Regions from separate parts of the Mus musculus genome. Here all the other regions are linked to region 1. Evidence: chromatin contacts called from public Hi-C and HiChIP or PLAC-seq data. All regions are on one chromosome and are shown on one strand. The core of a region is the stretch at or near the end of the contact, and the rest is flanking DNA. Distances in the headings are between cores, read along the strand shown.

Region 1 (3,253 bases), core at 600-3,099:
GAGATCTAATGTGTTGGGGGTAAATAGAACTCTCCCCTGTTGCCAGTACTAGAATTTACTTCTACCTGTAACTTTAAAAACAAACAAAAAAATCTCTTTATTTACAGTCTCTGAACTGCGTCCTTGGGGTCTTCCAGCATACGGTCTACCATTCAATTGTCTAAAACTCTCTTTCTAATGAGGGTCAAATCTCTAACAACCTTTTAAAGCACTCTCTCCACACAGCACTCTCAGTTCTGATCTCTGAAACCGCTATGGAGTCAAAGGGTTTAAGATGTCAAGGACTCGTCCGAACTGCACGCCGGACACCGTGCAATCCGATTCTGATCAATTCAGTCATTCCCAGGTACTTGGTGACTGTCCCACTAGATCACGACAATCTGGGGGAAGGGTGGTTGGAGGCCAGGAGTAGAGGAAGCATGAGTGAAGGGCTACATCAGAACACTCTCTCGGCTAGTGGGGTCCAAAGATGATGAAGACGCCCAGAGGATTTGTGGCTGCAGATTCGCAAGTGGGGTGCAGACGGGTCTGGGTGACCTACTAGGAGATCTGGGGGTGGGGGCAGAAGGAATCGGGAAACAGGGAGGAAGCGAGGGCATCTATAATCCTGTCCCCCGAGGGGAGGAAGGGAAGTGGGCACCGGAGTGGCGAGGGGCGGGCGTGGGGAGCTCACTCCCTGCAGAAGACGTACTCGGTGTAGCTGGTCCAGATCTTGTCCTCGCTCTGGTCGGTGCTGCTAGCAAAAGCGCAGGTGCCCGTGGAGCTGCACGCCACCATGTGGAAGCCCGACTCGGACAGCTTATCGAAGGCCTGCTCTAGGAAGTTGAACTTGAGGTAATAGCGGGAGGTGTAGCGCTCCGGGGGCCGGTCGGGGTCCCGGCTCTCATTCAGGGTGTCCCCAAACACCTCCTTGGCCAGCGACGTCTTGCCGCACACGGTGATGCGCGCCACCCGCCGGAACTTGGCGTCCGCCTGAGCGTCGCGCCCGATGGTGTAGGAGCCGCGGTAGCCGATGGTGATGTAGCCGGAGCGCCGGCTGCCGTCCAAAGACTGGGACGGCGTGAGCAGGGGCCCCGCCGCGCCCCCGGACGGGCTGCGGCTAGCCAGCTCCAGCGTGGGCGAAGGCGCCCCGGCCGAGGCGCCCTCCTGCGGCTCGGGCTCTGCGTAGCCCAGCGGCAGCAGCTCATCGCCCAGAGAGCCCTCCTTGTGCACCCCGCGGCGCGAGTGCGGCGGCGGTGGCCCCGGACCGGGTTGCTGGGGCGCCCCGAGGCGACGCACGAGCTCCGGCAGCTCGAAGTACTCGGCCTCGCGCTGCAGCCGGCTGCGCTCCGGGAAGTAGTCGGGCAGCACGAGCTGCAAGTCCCGCAGGTAATCCAGGATGTAGCGGAAGAGGAAGCCGTCCCGGTCCAGAAAGAAGCGGCCTTTGCTGTCCCGGGCCAGCTCCTGCGGCTGCTGCTGCGTGAACATACGCCAGAGCAGCGAGTCGGGCACGGACACCACGGTGCAGCGCCGGGTCACATACACCTGCCCTCCCACGTTCAGCTCTACGATGTCCGGGAAGAGCGGCGGCTCCGCCGAGGACGACGACGAGCCGCTGCCACCTCCGCCTCCGCCCCCGTTGGGTAATCCTCGGGTGCTGTCCGCCAGAGCCATGGCCAAAAAGAGGTGGCCCGGATGGGCCAAGTGGCAGGGAGCGGGGTCGCGATCGGAAGCCCCAGCGGCTCTTATCGGGGAGCCCTGCGCTCAGGCGGCGGCCGGCCACTGAGAGCCGCGCGGTGCGAGCGCGCAGCAGTGCGCCCACGAGAGCCCCGGTGCGCTGCGCCTGCCTCGCCCGCGCGCTCCAGGCGAGTGGCGGGTCGCGGCCCGCGCGCCGCTTAAGTAGAGCCGCCCGCTTGGGCGGCGCGGCGCGCAGGAGGCGGTGGGCGGCTGCGGAGCCGCTGAGCTCGCTCCCGGGGCGGGGAGGGCTGGGGCGGGGTGGGGGTGGGGGAGGAGCGGGGAATGCATTTGCATGCTAAACGCTGACGCGGCTCGGGGCTGCAGGCTCCACCCTGACCCGCGCGCTCCGGGGGACGACCGGACTGTCACCGCCCGTCCGCCCACCCGCTCCGGGCCCAGCTCCTCTTCCTCTTCCGCAGTGGGTCAGAGCCTCCAGGCGCTTCTCCAGGAGGCTGATCACTAAAGCGATCCTCTTGTGTTCCCACCTCCCCTCCCGCCGCCCTTCTCGGCTGACCGCAGCCGGCACCCGGGGACTCCAGAAGGGGTTGGAAACTTTCTGGCAGAGTGGAAAAGCTTGATTGCCTGCGGCTAGCGCCCTCTAGACCTACCCGCTTCTAACAGTGCAGAGCGCTGCTGTTGGAGATCCATCCCCGGGTCTCTGGAAGTTCTGAAGAGACACTAACTTGGAAAGGATGCACCGGTCCCTTCAAGTCCAGACCACCCAAAGGTTTTTCACGTGACTATGTGACTAGCGTATAGCCTCGAAAAATCCCTAGAAACCACAAGCGAATGCTTCGCGAAAATGCTCTGTTAGATTATTTTGCGAGAGCATAAAGTCTTTGGTTAGGAAACCACAACACAGTACTGCAGTGAGCAGAAATGACTAGGAGAGGAAGTTGGGTGGACACAAAGGGGGGGGGAGGGGCTTACACTGCGTGGGCAAGAAAAGCTAATAAGCGCCTCCAATAGTGGGACGTGAGGCCTCCGGTTGCTTTCAGCCATCTGTAAATCGCACCAGAAAATTCCAATCTAATATTTTCTTTTATTCGTATTATTAGTATTTAATGATTTTACTAGTATTTCATTATTTTACTAAAATTCCGCTGATGTTTTATTTGTTCCTTGAAATGTTAATGCACGTATAGAAAATAATTTACTTTTAGCCCATGCATAACTGTTCTAAAGGTCCAGTAACCCGTGTTCTCCTCCTCCCTCCATCGTTCTCTTCTGTACTTTACAAGACCGTCCACCAGAGAAGAAAGGCTGTGTAGGTCTGAAGGCCCTTCAGATTTAGCCATGCTCTCTATGGACTCCTACTTGTTCAGCGTTTGGAGTCATGCACAAATTTCAGCCCACAGAATTCTGCCACTGCCGGGAAACCTTCCATGGTCTCCCAGGGGAATGAGACAGGTTGCTCTTCAAATTCCCATCTTTGCACTTGGCACGTTCTGAAATCTCAAATTTGTGGTCTGTTATCTGATCGTTGGTTTTTGGTGAATAAATAGATAAGGGCTTCAAGAAGCCCAAGATAGAGGAG
Region 2 (3,149 bases), core at 433-2,932, 970 kb before region 1:
TACCAGATGACAGGTTCTGTAAACATGGCCAAAGGTCAGACTCTCCTAGGCTGGTTGCTCCATTCAGGTGAGGTGGGGGCAAAACCCATGGACTCTCAGGGAACAAATCGCCCAGGCAGATGGTCCAGTCTGAGTCCATGTTATATTCTTCCTGCTCTCTGGAAAAAATCTTCACCTTGAGCCTACAACTGACTTCCAGGCTGTGTTCCTTATGCCTGGGGTTCAGTAATAAGACTCTGACTTATTCTAGACCCTGACTACTCTAGATGCCCACACTTGTTTTCTTTCTTTTCCCAACATGGTCTTCTCAAAATCTGGAAAGAATTAGAATATTACTTTAAATGCTGTCATCATTAAGCCCAAAGAATATTGGCTGGAGTGTTAATTGTTGTTTTGAGTGACTTGTGTTTTCACAGCCTGTGGAGAAATACTTAAATTCATTTGAATATTTTATGTCTTATATTTACAGGGTTTAAAGAAATTCAGAATTATTATTATATTTTACAGTAACTATGACTTTTAAATCCCATTATTGTAATGGTTTGTTTAATGTAGCCTCATAATCCAACTGCTGTACAGTGATTCTTCAGTCATATTTGTCCATTCCTCTCTACGACCTTCCCTTTGTGTGCGTCTCATGTTTTTTACTCCGTTATTGATTATGGTATTACACACCCTCCTACCAATCAACAAGAGGCTGACTATGAGAGGTGTTTTCAGTCTCCCCACCACATTTTAAAACCTCAAACCAGGACCATGATTCTTCATTTACCATCTCCAAATCTATTTTCTTCTGTTTCCTAAGCCATGAGCCTATGCAGACAATGGCATCTCTCTGCATCACTGCAAGACTAGATGATCCTGTCTTCTTCCTTCTCGTGGAAGGACACAAGCACAAACATTCAACAGAAGCTTATGGAAAGCTTGCATTTGACATTTGGTTTTTTCTTTTCTACTCCTAGTTCCTGGCTGGAGTCCAAACTCAGGGCACACGGTGAAGCTGGGGGACCTGAAAGAAGGAAGAGTGCTTCCCAGCCAATATGGCATTGACTCGACAGCCCTAACTGCTCACAACTGTATTTCTCTCCCATGAGATGCCAACTTCTATTATGAGTGAACTCCATAGTTCGCTGATGCCCTTCCCTGTGCTTTGCACGAGCCTTGCCCCTTTCACCACTACTGTTCATGGCACAGGAAACAGAACATCTACAGGCTGTAGGTGAGACGATAAACTGCTTAGGAGCACAGGTTTTGGGTAATGTTTGCCTTAGTCTCTATGCTCTGCTCTATATCTAATGTAGCCTCTCCGTGCCTTGTTTGCTCATTGATGAATAGCGACCTCATAAATTTCAGGCATTGGTGAGAGAACGCACGTGAGAAAGCCTTAGGCATTATGTCCAGCAGTAAGTACTTATAAGGGATCATTCTTTGTGTTATTATCTTGTTTAGTTTCACCAAACAATGAGACTGCAGGGAACATGCCTTTGTACAGGCTGTAATTTAGCTTGATCATTTTTATATTTATATAGACATTTAATGCTTGGCATATTTATATTTACACTTAAACTCAAGGTGCCGTCATTTATAGCCATGTTAAATCACTGACTCACGTGCCCCTCGTGCAAGCATTACGGATGTAGCGCCTTACCCGGGCCTCCTCACACAATCTTTAATGCCATCTTCTGGGAAGCACAGCCTACACCTCATCTCCTCCTGTCTTCTTTAGGACTTACCACACCTGCAGACTCAGCTTGACCTTTGCTCTAGTTTTTCTTTATGCGAATCAGTGACGTCACAGAGTCAATTTCAGCAGACTTATTCAAAGGTCAAACTCAGCCAGCCACGAGCTTCTGCCAAACCTCACACTTGGTCTTTTCTCTTTAGCATTTCTTAAAAAAAAAAAAATGTTCCTTAAGGCATTTTCCCAGTAGTTACGTGATCTGGCTAAAGTCTGCAACGTTATTGGATTGTCTTATTCGCAGCAGCAACCTTCACTCTTTGTTTGGAATCTACCCATGATTATAACCACCACTGCTCCCCTGCCTCCATGACCCAGCTGCTAGAGTGATGTCATCTTTGATCCCCACGCTCTGCCTTGATGCCTTCCTCATGGCCCTTCATGAAATTTTATGTGCTTCATTGCTAGAAATTGAAGTCATCTTCTATTTAAACCTTCAGTTCACTTTTCTCCTCTGCTGCCTTCTATAATATTCTCTATTCTGCCAGACAAATGCTATCAACTAAATCCATGAAACTGGATACACTCAGCCAAAAGTCATATTTTAGTTTTCTATCTTCCCTGGGCTAAGTTAAAAAAAAATCATACCACAGTCTTATTTTTGAGATTATTGTGTTTTGTCTCTAAAATGGCTGTTCTTTTGTTGTTTTTGTTTCTTTGTTTGTTTGTTTGTTTTTTTACATAGAGTCTCTCTATGGATCCTTGGCTGTCTTGGAACTTGATCATAAGACTGCTAGAAACTAAGCTCAGAAAATTGTCACTTATTATTAGAATTTAATTTTCTTAAAAAGAAACAGATTTTTGCATGGAGGCCTATTGAGAAACAATCATGTAAACTTTCCAGTGAAATTGTATAATGATTTAGTTGTAAAGATTACAGTGTCTGCTTTCCTTTTGTTCCAAGGTATTTGGTGTGAGAATTCTTATAACATCTGTAATGTATTTGGAGTTCTTGGGAGAAATTTAGTATTTTAAATAATGAGATTATTGTATATAACTGAATATACACAGTTTTTTTTTTAAAGAATACATTTAATGGAAGAAATAAAAAATGAAAGTCCAGGCTGGCCTCAAACTCAAGAACTCACAGAAACCTGCTAAAAATGCCAGCTTTTTTATTCATGATTACCTTAAGAGGACTAGAATGGGTTTTCTCTGGTCTATTCTTTGTTGAACACTAAATGCCAAGGACGGTGGTCAGCAGGATGTCAGGAAAGCAAAGCACAGTGATCAAGATAGGCAAAGCCATTCACAGAAGAGGAGAAAGAGAGAAGAAGGGCAGTCCCAGGTGAATACGTGTTTAAGTCCTATTGGATGTAGGTGTTGTGTCTTGGGAAACTGCCTTGATTTCTGGACTAAGTCCATGGCTTTCTGTTATGGAGACCGAGTTCATTGCTTTCTATTATGGGTT
Region 3 (3,274 bases), core at 312-2,811, 1.0 Mb before region 1:
CAAATGTGTGTGTGTATGTGTGTGTATGTGTGTGTTATACACTTGGGCCCATTGGGAATGCATTGTAGAGGCTATATGGAATGATGTTTAAGTGGAAACAAAGGACTTATAGATAATTTATCATCTACTTTGGTAACTAACAAATAAAATGATTCATGCTACCCAGCAGAATGCTTGAATGACAATGTAATAATAACACCAGCCCTTGTTTTGGAGACTAGTTCTTCCAAATTAATTTCCCCAAACCAACATTATAGTAATGTTCTTGTAAGATGACAGTTGGCAAGCATGTCCTTAAAGTGAGAGTCTTGAAAAGTCAAGGGCAGTAGTTTGGAGTAGCTCTCAGCTTTGCTTGCTCTTTGGCTGAGCCTTCTGAGTTTTATTAGAGTGGCTACTTTCTTCATTTTACTAGAAAATGTCAGTGACTGTGGAAGGAGAGAAGAGAATAATGGGAAGATTCAAAGCAGAAATAGGAAGTCTTGTAGAAACTACAGCACAGTATGTCAGTTTCTCTTTAGTGTAGATACAACACAGTAGACTATGCCCAATATAGTCTACATTTAAGACGAAGCTATTAAGCCAAACAATGATTTATTTCTATAATATCTCTTGGGGGAAAGGGAGTAAGTTGCTTGGGGCAGAGCATGAGACCCAGTGGGTATTTCCAGGTAGAAAAAAAGTCTCAACAGCAGCTATATGGCAAGAAGGAATATTTTGTGATTTTCAGGCTGTGTGGAGATGGCAGGCAGCAGTGTAGTTGGAGAGGATTTGGGGAACAAGATGAGCTCCGTGTATTTCTGAATTGCTTGTTGTCTGTGCTCTGCCATCAGCTTCTGCCCTCAGTCTCTTCAGCGGACCAATCACCAGCAAAAGCTGCACATCTCATTCTGTCTGAGGGCAACAAGGTGGATTCTTCTGAGAAACTAGAAAAGATAGCTTTTGCATCTGGGTCCTGGTGTTTTGCATTAGAAAAGATAGTTGTTTGCATCTGCATAAAACAGAGGTAGCGAAGAAGAATATAGAGGGACAGCAAATATCGGCATTAGATTGACAGACACGACAGAAAGCTACCTTAGAGGGTAGGGTAATTTAGAACACTGAATTTTGTATTCAAACTTTGTAACTTAGTTCTGCCTGGCTTCTACCAGGCTTAGCATTTTATCTTTTCGTTTCTCTTCTCCTTCCTCCTCCTCCTCCTCCTCCTCCTCCTCCTCCTCCTCCCCCCTCCTCTTTCTTCCTCTCTCTCTCTCTCTTTCTCTCTCTCTCTCTCTCTCTCTCTCTCTCTCTCTCTCTCTCTCTCTCTCTGTCTCTGTCTCTCTCTCGCCTCTCATGTCATTTCCTCCATGACAGAGAGTTGGTCCTGACTATATCTTGGCAGAAAATGCCATTTTTGGGTTATCTCCTCCTCTCTACTGAATCCTGTGTTTTATGCATTTTTTTTTTTTTTTTTTTAAAGCACAATTCAATGCTTGGCAGGCTGTCAGCAGACTTCCTTATAGGGTAGAGTTCAGAGACAGCATACCCTCCTCTAGCCCTGGAGAGGATTAGTTCTGAGTTGCAAAGTAAATAAAATAAGATTACAAGTGGGAACGAATTGTTCATGGTGGGAGAAAACAAACACAAAACAGATGGGAACAAAGAGCTGTTTGCCTTGCCTGGAAGAAAGCACTGGAGAGACTTCTGGCGATAATGCCCTTAACATTTATACAGCTCTTCACATTTTCTAAGTGCTTCCTGGTAATTAAGGGTCCTTAATCAGCTGGTAGGTGCAGATCATTCAATGAATTAAGTATTGAGTTATATTGAGAGCACTGCGTAATTCTGAAGTCTAAGACAAATATGACTCATTTTGTATTCCTCTGAATTTCTTAGTTTCTGCTTACTCCCTTTCAACAGAGATCATAACAGAAAACCACAAGTGGTCAAAATGCAGAGATGTATGAGATGTCTGGCCCCAGTTGGTGCACATACACATAATTTCCACACCAAAGGCTCAGGGACCTTCTCGGAAGATGAGGTGGGAACAATTCTAAGGTCTGGAGGAACAGGGAATCTGTGACAGGGCAGGGAAGAAACTACAGGGAAGAGCTACCAATGTACCTCAACAACATGGCTGCCTAGCCAAGACCGGGACATGCACAACACCAGTAGCTACACTAGCCTGGAACGTGGAAATCTCACTGGTCCCCACTCAAAGACAAGGGACTACAGACAGCTAATGGTCTCAGAGAGGACGAGAAACAGTCTTTCCTAGGGATGAGGCCCCCCACCCCCATTAGTTACCTAATACAAAGTGGTCGGCCCTGAAATCATATAAATATAAGGAACGCTCAACAGACCGAGCAAGTTGTAGGTACGTATTTCTGTATATGTAACAATCAAAACTAAAAATAAGGAGGTCGTGATTTTAAAAGGGAGAATGATATAATTATAGTTCAATCAAAACTATTATTATTATTATTATTATTGTTTTTGTTGTTGTTGTTAGTTTTTGTCATTCCTTGTAAGTGTAAGTTATTTATTGTTAGTTATTGCCTATACTCAAAGTTATATAAAATACTAATTTACCAGCCTGATGCTTGCAATCATTTTTGTTTGTTTGTTTGTTTTAAAACCTAATCTTGCTATGTGGATAAAGCTGGCATAAAATTCAAGATCTTCCTTTCTTCGCCTCCTGAGTGCCAGAATTATAGATGCGGGGCACTTTTCTTGCCTACAACCATATTTTAAGACATGCCTATATAGAGAAACTCCAAGTTCCTAGAATTTTCACAGAAAAAGCAAGTGATAGCTGCCACCCCTCTTCTCAATGAGACACGCTGGCCTTAGAGTCAATAAAGCAAACAACTCACCCTTCTTCTCTCTCCAGAGTCAAGGTTCCCATCTTAGGTGCATCACATAGTAAGGCATCTTGCTGCCGGTGAATGCCCTGGCTGTGTGACTACTTTTTAAGGTTTACAGCTCAGGTCGTCTCTAACTGGAATAGAAACCATACATAGATATGATTGCAATCTATTTGGCATGCTTCTGTCTAAATGTCAAGAAGTGCTTGCTTTTCGCTTGTATTTCTACATACTGTTCTTTGACAAATAATCCCAGGGAATTGAGGGCCAAGAAAAGCCAAAGGCATTTGGGATGGAGTTTTAAAAACACTGACAGAGGATGCTTGACAATTTGAAGAGCACTGTGGTTCTTATTAACCCACTAACGCTTGAAAACTTACCATTTCTCCCCATAGAACCTTCACATTCCCTCCTTCAGACAACCACATACA
Region 4 (3,181 bases), core at 87-2,586, 770 kb before region 1:
CCACTTCCACTTTAGTTCTGTGTACTTCTGAATGAGGGAACATGAAAGACACAGCAGGGCTGTGACTCGGTTCAGCTGTATGCCATCACTACATCATCAGCTACAACAGGCAGACAGGGGAACCTTATTATTTTCCTTCTGCTTCTTGCTCTCTCATATTCTCTTTGAACCATCCCTAATAAGTCCTCACCCCACATGCCCACATGCTATTGCTTCCTTTCCTGAATTCCACCACTATTCAGTCTCAATCTGCGTTGACTTGAATCTCTCTCCCCCCCCCCCCGTGTGTGTGTGTGTGTGTGTGTGTGTGTGTGTGTGTTTAAGTAAGGGCATGTGTTGTATGGTGTGTACAGAGTGGTCAGAGGACAGCCTCAGGCTACAGTCCCTGTCTTTCATGTTATTTGAATCAGGGTCTCTTGTTAATTTCTGTGTTCCCTAGGCTAGTTGGCCTGTGAGCTTCAAAAGCATTCTTGTCTCTGCTTTTCATATGGCTGCTGTGTTTCTAGGATTTACACAAGATGTACACACTACTGTGAACAGCTTTGTCTGGATTCTGGGGATCCACACTTGGACATCAGGTACTTCTCTCAGAGCATCTCTGGAGCCTTGAATTGACTCTTTATGTTATCTTGCTTCCCATTAGATGTGGGTTTTACTTTTTCTTTGTACTTGCCCACATATCATACAGGGCAGGATCTAGAAATAACTATTGTTTGCTGAGTGCTTTCTTATGTGCACATCACCTGTATTAGCCCCCTTCACCTTTATAACATTCAAACTATGTGTGTATCAATATTCTGTCACTTTGCACATGGGAAGTGATGCTTGGTTGCATGCCTAGATCTAGTGTAACAGATGTTAGAATATAGAGCTTTTGCCTAGTCAATGCACAGATGAGATTTTTTTTTCCTATTTTGACCTTGTGTTAGGAGAGATTGTGAATGTGCTAGCAAACAAAATGGAGAAATCAGTTTTCCTTTATTTTGTTTGAACATTGTGGCATAAAGAAACTACGTCATAATGGAATGTGTCTGAATTTTATCTGAGGCAGCCACCTAAGTGATTAAATTCAGCATTTTATTTCTGATTTTTTCACAATATGCTTAAATACATCATTTAATGTCTTCAGTTTTTTTGCAATCGAATATGATCCTTGGCCCATTTCTTTTTTTCCTTTCCATTCTGATTAGTCTTTAGGTTTTTGGCAGTGTTAAAATTCTGCTTTACCGCTCCTGATGCCTGCCTGGTAATATTTTTCTTTCAATTTGCAAGCAGCAGCTGTGCGGTGGTGTGTGTGCATGCTGACATCTCCCAGTCCTGCTTTATAGCTCTTGTTAGCATGCCAAACACTGTGCATCATTCACAGTGATCCCATCCCTCCACCCTGCCCCCTCTGCACATACCAAGGCTAATTGAGCGAGTTATTTTAAGATAACTGCAATCATGGCTCTAGCATTTACCAACTTCTTAACGTAAATCTTTTAAGAGCTAAATGACATAATTCTTGTTACAGCATAGACTTACCAGGGATTAAGTAAAATATCATAAACTATGCTTTGTGTACTGTTTAGTTCATTCATCTGTTTCCAACCATACTTTTGAATATGCCCTTTTTCACTGATGATATTTAAAAAGGCATTAGTTAGCAGTCACATTGATGACACTGTAGCCTAGTGCCTAGGATTGTATAACCTTTTGTATTTTGGGATGGAAGGGATCAAATTCTTGCTCTGCTGCTCAGTTACAGATTGCAAGTCAGGCTACTTTACCCCAGTCGCTCGCTTTTTTCATCCACATTAGTTGTGTGCAGGGGATTTACATGGATAATGAAGCCAAATGGTCAGTGCTTGAAGTGTTCCCTGACAGTCTCTTCAGCTCTTATTTCTCATGTCTGCAAACGATGCCTAACCCATAGAATTACCATCATTTGCACCCTGGTAACCATAAAATTTCCTTTTGTTCCTTAATCCAAGAGTCACAGAAACTTGCAGCTTAGATGCGATTCCTTTGCTGTGATAAGACATAACCACAGCAACTTATAAGAGGAAGAATTTATTACAGTTTACAGTTCCAGAGAGATTCCATTACCAGAGAAGTCAAGTTCTTCAACTTACCCCTTTCCCCTCAGCAAGTGCATCAGCAAGTTCTTGTGGCTGTTTTTTAGAAATTATCTCTATCTTTCTTATTTTATTATTCAGAAAATTATATATATATATATATGTATATATATATACATCCATATATATATCCAAATATATACCTCCATATAGATATCTCCATATAGATATAGCTATAGAATAGATATAGAGATAGCGATAGAGATAGAATAGATATAGAGATAGAGATAAACAGAGATAGATATAGATATAGAGATAGATATAGAGATGTAGATATAGAGATAGGTATAGATATATAGATATAGATAACCAAATTTTGGCCACTTCTGTTTTCCTTTTATCATGTCTGTTGCCATGGATAATATAATATACCACATAGCCCTTTGCTTTCTATGTATTCTCATCATGGGGGAAGACTCCTTGTTGCCATTCCACTCTCTATAGCTTACGTCTGGTGTCATCATTCTTTCCCTGAAACTTTGGGAATACAGCATCTTGTAGCAAAGAGAATAAAATCAGCATCTATAAATTATTTATCTTTACCTATTAAATTTCACATCACTTAACCAATGTTTCCTTTCCCCAAAGCATCTTCTTCTACACCTCCATTGCTCGCTGAGTTCCTTGCCCACGTCAAATTCATCCCATCTCAGCCCTTTTGCATTTGTTTTTTCCTTGGCTCCCATAGTGTCCCTTCCCTTCATTCTTTTAATCAATTCAGTACCTGTTATAACTATTGCTTCCCCAGGAAGACTGTTGTTGACTGACCATTAGACCCTTTTCTCAGTTCTGGAACTATCACCCTATATAACACTTACCATATTTAATGTAATTTTCCATCAACATAGTTCCATGTACAATGTCTCTAGCTAATGGATTATTGACTCTAGAATAGTACTTGTAAATAGTACACATTAGGTGCTAAGAATGGGTTGCTTTGCTAATACATTGGACAATAAAAAATAAAATAAGTTAAGGAAAATTTCCTGGTTTCTGAGAGTGGTGTGCAGAGGAAGAAGGGGGGAGAGAAGGAAATAAAAAGACGATGAAAGTCGGGCAGTGGT
Region 5 (3,184 bases), core at 599-3,098, 690 kb before region 1:
CTTGAAATGATAATATAATTACATCATTTCTTTTTTCCTTTTCTTCCTCCAACCCCTTTCATGGACCCACTTTCTCTCTCTTAAATTTATGACTCATTTTCTTCAATTCTTGCTTCATGAACACATACCACACCACACACCCACACAAACACTCACTCACTCACACACACACACACACACACTCACACACACACACATACACACACTCCTTACTACATAAATGAAACCTCAGTATGTTGCATTATATATTTAGGAATGTGTCTGTACATAAGTGTGTCCTTGGGGCTGACCACTTGGCATTGGATTTGATATGTGATTCACTTTCCTCATTAAATTGAAGTCTCCACCATGACCAAGGTGTCATAAACATTCTATCAGTCTGACCAAATTTCTACTTAGAGACTTTTAACCTTCCCTTCCCTAAGGCCTTTGCTTCAGACAACAAGCATCTGTAAACTTTTTCTCTTCTCCTTTGATATGCAAATCTGCTCACAGACTCACAGCATAGGAATACTTTTTTTCCAAGAATCTGGGGATTACCCTTTTGAAATGAAATTATCATTAAAGACAGTACTTCTACATCTCTGCCTCAGGAGAGGAGCCCAACTTCAGGGGATAGAAATGCAAACAGCTCAGCCTCACTGCCTGGGCAGCTCTCTAACATTCTGTGGCCTTTCCTATTAGCTCTTACCAGCTTCTACTCTGTCATTCTGTCAGGGAAGTTGAGTTAGATTTCTCTCCTTATTGCATTCATGTTGAATAAACTCTTCTTTGCCTGTTCAATGATATCTGCATAATTGGTCTATGATTTTTGTCACCTTAAAGGATTATTACATTAATGGATACTAGACTCAGGGGATTTAAAAATATAATGCCTTTAAAAATCCACTCTTATTTTAGGTGGGCTCATTAAAAGTTAATCTACATCCTTTAAAAATTTGTCTCTGGATGTCATTATCAAAAGCAAAAGGTGAACTTTAGTGGATAGATTATTCAATATAGGCTCTTTATTCCATCCATCCATCCATCCATCCATCCATCCATCCATCCATCCTCTAATTTATTTATTTAGCATCTTCTCAATAGCAAGTACAATCACATTTTTAAAAATAATACATAATCTCTTCCCTTGTGGACTATTGAATCTAAATTGTGATGCTACAACTAATAGTTGTTATAGTTCAGAGCTCTGCTGTCAGCCACTATAGCACTCCCATGTCATAACCCTTACATGCATAGTCACTACCACTCCGTTGTATGCCATAGGGAGCAACCTTGTGTGGTTATCAATCAGATAGGTTTGCTGATAATGAAAGAAGGTAGAATGCCCAACTCTTCATCCAGTTCCTTTGCTTCTTCCAGATTCAAGTGAGCCAGCATGCTTTCTATGAGCAACTACATTTCTGAGACTGCTTGACTGATTCCTCACATGCAAAACGTATTCTAAGTTCTGCTGTTCATATTTGCTAACTAAATGTTTCTTCTAGTTCGTATGCTTCAACCCACTTAGGCAAAAAGAAATCATTAACTTCCAATTATACTTAATCTAGCCTTGAATAGTTTGTACACTAAAGTGAGAAATTGATAGTATTAGGTAGAATTGCAATTTCAAGTAAAGTATGGACTACCTCAAAATTAATGCCCAGTCATTTAAGTAGTTCCATTTTTAGAGCAGAAGAAAATGTCAGAAGGTAGAGGGATAGAAGTGGCATTAGTCACCTTTACAATAGGACTGCTGTCTTATTTGGAAAGAGTTCTGCTGCATTGATAACTTGCTTGTTGCAGGACAATGGAGGAGTGTATTTTCTCTTATCCTTGCTTACTGATTTATTTTGCTTGTTGCCATGGTGACAAATCCATAGTCTCAGTAGATCACAGTTTTGAACCCTGAGTCTTTTGACCCTCTAAACCCAGCAATAGAGAAGAGGGAGAAAAGAAAAGTCTAGAAATCCCCCTGCGTGGACCAATTTATGGAAATTTGTGTTCTGCTGCTATGCTCTCAGTAGAAATATCTCCAGAATTTTAAAGAGGAAAATACAAATAGGATGTAAGCCTTGAATTCTCCAACCACTGTGAGATTAGTTTTGTGAAAAACTCTTGTTAGAACCTGTCCCTGGGCTGCCATGCATAACAATTCTGACCTTACAAAAGGCATCATGATTAACTTTTCAGATTTTTAGTATTTGATTTTAAAGCCATACAGATATGTGCACAAAATAGGTCTTATCCTACAGTAATCTTATACTTCATTTGCATGTTGAAATCAAGTTCCAAATACAAAAAAAAGTGTAGACAGAAGAAAAAATAAATACCACATATAAAAATGACCAGTTTGTGTGTGTGTGTGTGTCTATGCATAAAGATAAAAGAAATTTCTTTTTAGTTTCAGTGTACAAACTACTATACAAATGAATTTAAGACCTCAACATATTTCTCAACATATTCAATACAATGAATTTATCAGGCCTCAGCATACTTCATTTGCTTTTATGTTTGCTTATTATTTCATAAAATATTTATTGAGCTCTAATCATGTGTCAGTCAATGACGGGAGTGTCAAAATTTCTGAGTTAGGATGACTGTCTCTGGTCTTATAAAATTCTCATTCTCTAAAGTAGAAGAAAACAATGCAAACAAAAATCACACACACACACTCACACATACATACACACACGCACAAACAAACACACACTAACACCATCACCACCACCACCACCACTCCATCATCACTACCACCTTCACGAGTAACAACCCAGTTATGTATCCTAGTAAAGACATCATGAGATGACAGAATTGTGTTCAGAAACAAGCAAACAAGTTATTCCTTTTTCTGGTAAAGTCAATGTGAGGAGAAGAAGAAGGAGAGGACTTAGGTTAAGAAGGGAGACAGCAAGTCTGTGAGCTTTTCCTGTCTAGCCTGGGATGACAGGAACACAACACTAAATCCAGTACATTTTGTTGTTGCTTGTTTACTTTGTGGTTGTTGTTTTAATTTTATTTTTTAACTATTTGAAATTGTTATATATTCATATGATGTGGGTTTCTTTTTGTCTATTTTTTTTTTGAGACTGTGATTTGATTACATCTCTCCCTTTCTTTTCCTCCTACATCTTCCTGTATATCCCTCCCTGTTCTTCAAATTTATGGACCCCTTTTTCACTAATTATTATTGTGTGCCTATATG
Region 6 (3,136 bases), core at 7-2,506, 840 kb before region 1:
CAATAGTAGATGGTACATAACTTGTTTGGGAGGAAAACTGTTGGTGAAGGCAAGCATCAACCCCAAACACTTCTCTAGCACACTTGTAGTTAGGATATTTGATGTGTAGTTACTACTCTTCTCAGGCGGAAGATTACAAGTTGAAGTTTCTGCTAAGCATCAGCCACAGTGTAGATAGATACTGAAGATCAACACTTTGCTGAATGAGCCAAGGGTTTTGTTTTTTTAAAATTGTAAACTAGCAGCAGCACAGGGAGGTGCATGGCCACTGGAAGAGGCAACTGCATTGTTTCCCTGGCAATAGATTCAGTGAGCCTCATATTGTGAGAGCTTGTTTATTTACAAGCTTTGTGGATAAGAAGGAAAGAGAGCTGTATAAAATCTGTATGAAATTTAAAAGCCAGTGACCTGTTCATTTACATTCATGGTATCACTTCATTAAGATAATTAAGACATTATCTTAATTTGGAAATTAATTTTAATGGATATCAGAATATTAAGAAAGAAAGGTTTTGATCAATTTATTGTTCGTTTAATTTCAGTTGAAGCCCAGATTTTAAAGGAGTTACAAAGAGAAAACTCATCACCCAAGTCTTTAGTGTACTCACTAGCTAGGGGCAGAGATATATACATAAGCAAATACTTAGAAAGCTGTGGATAAATTAAATAAGTATACCACACACATGCGTAGAAATATGAGATAATATATATGCTGGGATAATTATAATATTTATGACTTGTCAATTATAATTTTTATTGCACCATAAGTACAATTTTTATATATGCTTTCTATGAGTCAGGGTAATTTGATGAAATTTTAGTAGTACATTCTTCTTCTAGCTGTGCACTATTCCCAGTATTATCCTTATAAGTAGTCCATAAAATTATTACTTTGTAAACATTACATGCAAGTGTATAATTAATTACTATGTAAAATATTTGAAAAATGATTTTCAAATATATTTTTGATAGTTTTGGTGTTGAAAATTCTAGGATTTGAAATACTTCCCATTAAACATCTTCATTGTGCTCTTTGACATTTTGCCTTTCTATGTGATGGTTTATTTTAAAATTTTCCACTTAGTCATGGCTATGTGGCCTCGGATAACACATCATACACAAATCCTCTGTACCAGGTTATAAAGGGGTTGAGCCTTTGAGCTTCTTGCTGGAGATTCCTCCTCTTCCTTTGTGCTGTGGTTTAGAGCAGAACTGTTTAGATTGTGGGCAGCAGAGCTTGAAGACTCACTGGCCTTTGGCAATGTAACATTGCTGGAATTTTAATGGGTGATTAACTCACAACCCTTTTTATCTCTGTGGTAGGAGAGCCGTAAACTTCTCACTTTGTTGAAACATTCATGACTTCCTTTCAGTTTGCTGATAATTCTTTTTTTCCTCATGTGATATTTAGAGATGCATTAGTATAATTTAGAATTCCTACATTGAATTCTGTTAGTGGCTTTTAAATTTTAAGACACTAAGCAATCTTAAATTATGAGGTATTTTGAGACCTTTTTACTTGAAATTTCACCATTTGCTATAAAAATCTATAAAATTGTACTTTAACATAAGAAATGGGGCTTGCCCTTCCGCTCGACTCGAGACTCGAGCCCCGGGCTACCTTGCCAGCAGAGTCTTGCCCAACACCCGCAAGGGCCCACACGGGACTCCCCACGGGACCCTAAGACCTCTGGTGAGTGGACCACAGTGCCTGCCCCAATCCAATCGCTTGGAACTTGAGACTGCGGTACATAGGGAAGCAGGCTACCTGGGCCTGATCTGGGGCACAAGTCCCTTCCGCTCGACTCGAGACTCGAGCCCCGGGCTACCTTGCCAGCAGAGTCTTGCCCAACACCCGCAAGGGCCCACACGGGACTCCCCACGGGACCCTAAGACCTCTGGTGAGTGGACCACAGTGCCTGCCCCAATCCAATCGCGCGGAACTTGAGACTGCGGTACATAGGGAAGCAGGCTACCCGGGCCTGATCTGGGGCACAAGTCCCTTCTGCTCGACTCGAGACTCGAGCCCCGGGCTACCTTGCCAGCAGAGTCTTGCCCAACACCCGCAAGGGTCCACACGGGACTCCCCACGGGACCCTAAGACCTCTGGTGAGTGGACCACAGTGCCTGCCCCAATCCAATCGCACGGAAATTGAGACTGCGGTACATAGGGAAGCAGGCTACCCGGGCCTGATCTGGGGCACAAGTCCCTTCCGCTCGACTCGAGACTGGAGCCCCGGGCTACCTTGACAGCAGAGTCTTGCCCAACACCCGCAAGGGCCCACACGGGACTCCCCACGGGACCCTAAGACCTCTGGTGAGTGGAACACAGCGCCTACCCCAATCCAATCGCGTGGAACTTGAGACTGCGGTACATAGGGAAGCAGGCTACCCGGGCTTGATCTGGGGCACAAACCCCTTCCACTCCACTCGAGCCCCGGCTACCTTGCCAGCTGAGTCGCCTGACACCTGCAAGGGCCCACACAGGATTCCACACGTGATCCTAAGACCTCTAGTGAGTGGAACACAACTTCTGCCAGGAGTCTGGTTCGAACACCAGATATCTGGGTACCTGCCTTGCAAGAAGAGAGCTTGCCTGCAGAGAATACTCTGCCCACTGAAACTAAGGAGAGTGCTACCCTCCAGGTCTGCTCATAGAGGCTAACAGAGTCACCTGAAGAACAAGCTCTTAACAGTGACAACTAAAACAGCTAGCTTCAGAGATTACCAGATGGCGAAAGGCAAATGTAAGAATCCTACTAACAGAAATCAAGACCACTCACCATCATCAGAACGCAGCACTCCCACCCCACCTAGTCCTGGGCACCCCAACACAACCGAAAATCTAGACCCAGATTTAAAAACATTTCTCATGATGATGATAGAGGACATCAAGAAGGACTTTCATAAGTCACTTAAAGATTTACAGGAGAGCACTGCTAAAGAGTTACAGGCTCTTAAAGAAAAGCAGGAAAACACAGCCAAACAGGTGATGGAAATGAACAAAACCATACTAGAACTAAAAGGGGAAGTAGACACAATAAAGAAAACCCAAAGCGAGGCAACGCTGGAGATAGAAACCCTAGGAAAGAGATCTGGAACCATAGATGCGAGCATCAGCAACAGAATACAAGAA
Region 7 (3,398 bases), core at 24-2,523, 820 kb before region 1:
AGAGAATATGATTCTGGAATCTGTGAGAATTGCTGTGAAACTGTAGGCACTTCTTTGCTAAGCTATTTGAAAAATGTAGACGAAGTCATAAAACTGGTGATAAAAAGGCTTCAAAAGTTTATGCCATATCAGCAATAGCAAAGAGGCCACATCTCTGTGAATAAGATAAAGTCTTATGATATATTGTAAAAATAAGACACAAGGTATACAAAAATAATACCCTTGCCGGTAGGGAATGGAATATATTGTTCTAATAGCAATACTTTAGTCTTTTAATGCAGTAGATGTGGGCAATGAAGAGAACCAATTGGATTCATCAGAAGACCTGGAATATGAAGTTGTAAGGTTCAAGATTGCCATAAACTCTTTATGACAGATGCATTTTTACAGTTTCCATTCCTATTTTATAGTGGTATTTTACTTAGATGGTAGTATATGTTAAAATTAATTTTTGTTTGGCACAGCAGAAATATGAAATGCTTGCTTTTATTTTACAAGCCAGAAATCCTTCAACTTTTTTACATGCTTAGTACCCATTTTTAGCAAGGGATTTGTTTTTATACATCTTCTATGGCTTTCTACATAGAGATTAATTCTCTTTGTGACTTCTGACTAAAATACATCATCTGGTTTTATAGGAGCTTTTAAAAGAATTCTTACTTACATGAAAGTAGTTTTATTTTTATTATGTGCCAATATTTACAGACATTGTTTTTTTTTTTTTTGGCATACAACTGATTCTCATCAGTCATGATGCTGTATTCTGTAACTTCAGCTGGAAGAGTGAATTAGTAAGTACTAGGTCATAGTTCCTGGGGAAAATGCAGAGTTGGCTGCCCAATATTACTTTGTGGCAATATTCTCTTCAACTGATTAATATATAACTTTCTTCTATGTGTGCTTCTGCTTAAATGTTAATTAATATGCATGTGTGCATGTGTATGTGTGTGTGTGTGTATGTGTGTGCGTGTGCGTGTGTGTTCATGCACCATAGTGTTCATGTGGATCTAGAGAACAACTTTTCTGAGTTTCCTGGATGGATGTGCAGTGTCAGTCTCCTGTTCCATGGCTAGGGATGTGTGCATCAGGCAATTCAAACCATTAGTCACTCTGTGCATGTCACTGAACAATGAACAGAGTTCATCTAGAGTATAGCATGTATCAATTGATCATTCTATTTTATGGCTGAGTAAAACTCCATTCCTCCTTAAAAGCTGTTCACATGGTCATGTTAAGGTTCAGGGGACACTTACAAAAGGTCCTGGTCTCATATAGAAGGGATTGAGAAAAGACAAAGTACAGCTGAGACTGTCTATAAAGACACAGTACATGTCAGAGGGTGAAGGAGTGGAGCTAGAACAAAGAAAAGCATTTAATAGTTCTAAAAGCACCACTGTACAAATGATTACGGCTTTGTTTGTTTAGTTTTGAGACAGTGTCATGCATCCCAGCCTAGTTTTGAGCTGACTGGCTACAGCTGGAGCTGAGCTTGGGTTTTTTTCTGAACTTCCAGGAAGACTGTAAGAGCAGTGTCCACCAGAAGGACAATTAAAACAAAACAAAACAAAAATAAACAAACAGAACTAGTATCCTCTTCCTTAAGAATTAACCCTTTGGCTGTGTTAATAACTTTGTTAATCACCTACACAGTAAAACACTCCTCAGAAAAGTTGTCCTAAAAGCTTTTGGGAAATTTCATGAAGTATTCTCTTAGGCCATTCATTCTCTCTCTCTCTCTCTCTCTCTCTCTCTCTCTCTCTCTCTCTCTCTTCATGAGTATTTTCCTCACAATGGTCCTCAAACCATTATCTTAAAGATGAGAACACTGTATATTATTGTGCAATTTACTCTCTATAGTCTATACTGTGTTTCACATACTATCTGTAGTCATTTGGTGGAGATCCCATGGCTAGAGAGCCAAAAAGGAGGCTGGAGTAAAATCCCACTAACTCTTTGATAAATAGTCATAGAAGAAAAGTCACTCATATTAATTTTATTGAAATGCACTCTCTATGACATTGAATTCTTTTACCACACATAAGAAGAAGAGATTATATGCACACACATGGGTAAGAAAATGTCATCCTCTTTCTTGGAGCACAAGGAAGAAATCAAGAGATTTTTGGTGTCTTGATGGGTGAAAATGATGAGGAAGAAAGCAGAAGGAAGCTGAAAGTTTGTTTCCAGTTTCATTCTCTAAGAATAAAACACACACTTCCTTTTCATTTTGAATCACTGGTTCAGATAGCCATTTATCTTGATAATATAAAAGAAAAGCATTTAAAATATGTCACATTTCAAATTTTTGCCTAAGTGATTAGTTTCTGCTGGTTCGGCATTGGTAAACATAGGAAAGAGATTTGGTGGTAAACATTGTCAGTGCTATAAATAGTACAAAAAAGCAACCTGTGGCTTCTTCATGGACATAAATACTGAGAACCTAGCTTTTGCTTGTCAAAGTCCAAACCTGTGTGCACCATGGCTATCTGATAAACAAACCACTGTTTCCAGCAGCTGAATTTGGTTGAATCTGACTTTATGTCAACATCGTGTGGAAAAATGCATTGTATCAAAGATAACATGTGCAAAGTCACCTAGAAAATGACAAAGTCAATCAGTCAAAATTCAAAACCTGAGAATGTGAGAATGATGATTGTTTATGGGTTTCCACTTATAATTCTTCAGTGATTTTGGATAATTATTACATAGGTGAGAAGGGACTTTGAGGGGAGGGGCTAACATGGGTTCCTAAGGCCTCAGTAAGAATGTTGAACACACGCAGTTCCTGATAGAATGGGAAAATAGGTTTCAAAACATTCAGAGCCAATTTTTCCAACTTTTCCCATCATTTACAAATGAAATCCTGGCACATGCAGTGGCAAGTAGTGTCGAGCCCTTACTAGGGTCATTTCCTTTCTATAATATGCATGGAAACTGTCCCTGACTTCACTGGACCATTAACTGAAAAGAGGGAAATCTGCATGCCAAATGGGTGTCCATCTTTTTGGACAGCTGAGTGACAGAGTTGTGTCATCTTCAAGTGCGCATTTGACTTTTGGAGTAGCAGGGACAGAAAGTCTCTCACTTGACTGCCCTTAGAGATATGACACTACTGTTGTATTTCCACATGGGATTCCCTTAGGCCTCCTGTAGAATTTCAGGTTCATTTGGTTGCTCATTTCCAGCAAAGATTCTCAGAACTCCCATTATTCTCAAAGAATTCCTCCAACTGTATTGTGGCCCTTTCACATCTTTCCACAAGGTCAGCACTCATCGAATAAGAACAAATTCACAAGGTTTGGCAGTTTCAGTGGCAACATGTTGCGACATAGTCTCCCTTTATTTGAGCATCTGGCTGAGATGAAGACAGGTTCTTCAATTCCTCATAATTGCTAATA

Evidence for each region. HiChIP or PLAC-seq counts read pairs in DNA pulled down with a chosen protein or histone mark. Hi-C and Micro-C count contacts between places; a contact is called where the count stands out from the background.
Region 2: a Hi-C map of uterus shows a contact between it and region 1, with 4 times the contacts expected there. The contact joins the enhancer-like site here to the promoter of Kctd12 in region 1. A contact is called at or near these places in 3 of 39 promoter capture datasets (hippocampal neurons, liver and second pharyngeal arch cranial neural crest), 6 of 484 Hi-C or Micro-C datasets (cerebellar granule neurons and uterus), 9 of 115 datasets of contacts at active chromatin or transcription factors (astrocytes, craniofacial prominence, embryonic forebrain and 6 more) and 1 of 9 other capture datasets (embryonic stem cells).
Region 3: a contact with region 1 is called in an H3K4me3 HiChIP or PLAC-seq map of craniofacial prominence, with 5 times the contacts expected there. The contact joins the enhancer-like site here to the promoter of Kctd12 in region 1. A contact is called at or near these places in 7 of 39 promoter capture datasets (cranial neural crest, embryonic stem cells, frontonasal cranial neural crest and 3 more), 11 of 115 datasets of contacts at active chromatin or transcription factors (VIP interneurons, craniofacial prominence, embryonic forebrain and 7 more) and 1 of 9 other capture datasets (embryonic stem cells).
Region 4: a contact with region 1 is called in an H3K4me3 HiChIP or PLAC-seq map of embryonic forebrain, with 6 times the contacts expected there. The contact joins the enhancer-like site here to the promoter of Kctd12 in region 1. A contact is called at or near these places in 4 of 39 promoter capture datasets (cranial neural crest, frontonasal cranial neural crest, liver and 1 more), 1 of 15 datasets of contacts at CTCF or cohesin (large pre-B cells), 1 of 484 Hi-C or Micro-C datasets (uterus) and 10 of 115 datasets of contacts at active chromatin or transcription factors (VIP interneurons, craniofacial prominence, embryonic basal ganglia and 6 more).
Region 5: an H3K4me3 HiChIP or PLAC-seq map of neural tube shows a contact between it and region 1, with 7 times the contacts expected there. The contact joins the enhancer-like site here to the promoter of Kctd12 in region 1. A contact is called at or near these places in 4 of 39 promoter capture datasets (the 3T3-L1 cell line, frontonasal cranial neural crest, hippocampal neurons and 1 more) and 7 of 115 datasets of contacts at active chromatin or transcription factors (bone marrow-derived macrophages, cardiomyocytes, craniofacial prominence and 4 more).
Region 6: a contact with region 1 is called in an SMC1A HiChIP or PLAC-seq map of large pre-B cells, with 10 times the contacts expected there. The contact joins the enhancer-like site here to the promoter of Kctd12 in region 1. A contact is called at or near these places in 7 of 39 promoter capture datasets (the 3T3-L1 cell line, cranial neural crest, frontonasal cranial neural crest and 4 more), 1 of 15 datasets of contacts at CTCF or cohesin (large pre-B cells) and 6 of 115 datasets of contacts at active chromatin or transcription factors (SST interneurons, craniofacial prominence, embryonic forebrain and 3 more).
Region 7: a contact with region 1 is called in an H3K4me3 HiChIP or PLAC-seq map of neural tube, with 5 times the contacts expected there. The contact joins the enhancer-like site here to the promoter of Kctd12 in region 1. A contact is called at or near these places in 8 of 39 promoter capture datasets (the 3T3-L1 cell line, cranial neural crest, frontonasal cranial neural crest and 4 more), 1 of 15 datasets of contacts at CTCF or cohesin (large pre-B cells), 3 of 484 Hi-C or Micro-C datasets (embryonic stem cells, nephron progenitors and reprogramming fibroblasts) and 8 of 115 datasets of contacts at active chromatin or transcription factors (SST interneurons, craniofacial prominence, embryonic forebrain and 5 more).

Annotation. Positions count from the first base shown.
Region 1 is chr14:102,980,788-102,984,040 of GRCm38.p6, forward strand. Kctd12 (potassium channel tetramerisation domain containing 12) reads right to left here and starts at 1,850. Exons shown (of 1, transcript NM_177715.4): 1 at 1-1,850. The coding sequence starts at 1,653. The coding sequence ends at 670. Mir5130 (microRNA 5130) reads right to left here and starts at 1,845; the gene lies at 1,762-1,845.
Region 2 is chr14:102,013,434-102,016,582 of GRCm38.p6, forward strand. No RefSeq gene overlaps it. Among named protein-coding and RNA genes, the nearest start is that of Gm41232, 160 kb to the right of the region's middle. Within about 2 kb of position 1,683, at least 6 of the 459 cell types and tissues checked have an H3K27ac peak or open chromatin away from gene starts, as enhancers often do. A contact at or near this core is called in fibro-adipogenic progenitors, second pharyngeal arch cranial neural crest and uterus, where this site is marked.
Region 3 is chr14:101,983,005-101,986,278 of GRCm38.p6, forward strand. No RefSeq gene overlaps it. Among named protein-coding and RNA genes, the nearest start is that of Gm41232, 190 kb to the right of the region's middle. Within about 2 kb of position 1,562, at least 26 of the 459 cell types and tissues checked have an H3K27ac peak or open chromatin away from gene starts, as enhancers often do. A contact at or near this core is called in craniofacial prominence, where this site is marked.
Region 4 is chr14:102,215,420-102,218,600 of GRCm38.p6, forward strand. No RefSeq gene overlaps it. Among named protein-coding and RNA genes, the nearest start is that of Gm41232, 43 kb to the left of the region's middle. Within about 2 kb of position 1,337, at least 32 of the 459 cell types and tissues checked have an H3K27ac peak or open chromatin away from gene starts, as enhancers often do. A contact at or near this core is called in craniofacial prominence, embryonic basal ganglia and embryonic forebrain, where this site is marked.
Region 5 is chr14:102,289,708-102,292,891 of GRCm38.p6, forward strand. No RefSeq gene overlaps it. Among named protein-coding and RNA genes, the nearest start is that of Gm22347, 38 kb to the right of the region's middle. Within about 2 kb of position 1,849, at least 2 of the 459 cell types and tissues checked have an H3K27ac peak or open chromatin away from gene starts, as enhancers often do. A contact at or near this core is called in neural tube, where this site is marked.
Region 6 is chr14:102,141,680-102,144,815 of GRCm38.p6, forward strand. No RefSeq gene overlaps it. Among named protein-coding and RNA genes, the nearest start is that of Gm41232, 31 kb to the right of the region's middle. Within about 2 kb of position 1,257, at least 4 of the 459 cell types and tissues checked have an H3K27ac peak or open chromatin away from gene starts, as enhancers often do.
Region 7 is chr14:102,160,723-102,164,120 of GRCm38.p6, forward strand. No RefSeq gene overlaps it. Among named protein-coding and RNA genes, the nearest start is that of Gm41232, 12 kb to the right of the region's middle. Within about 2 kb of position 1,274, at least 6 of the 459 cell types and tissues checked have an H3K27ac peak or open chromatin away from gene starts, as enhancers often do. A contact at or near this core is called in neural tube, where this site is marked.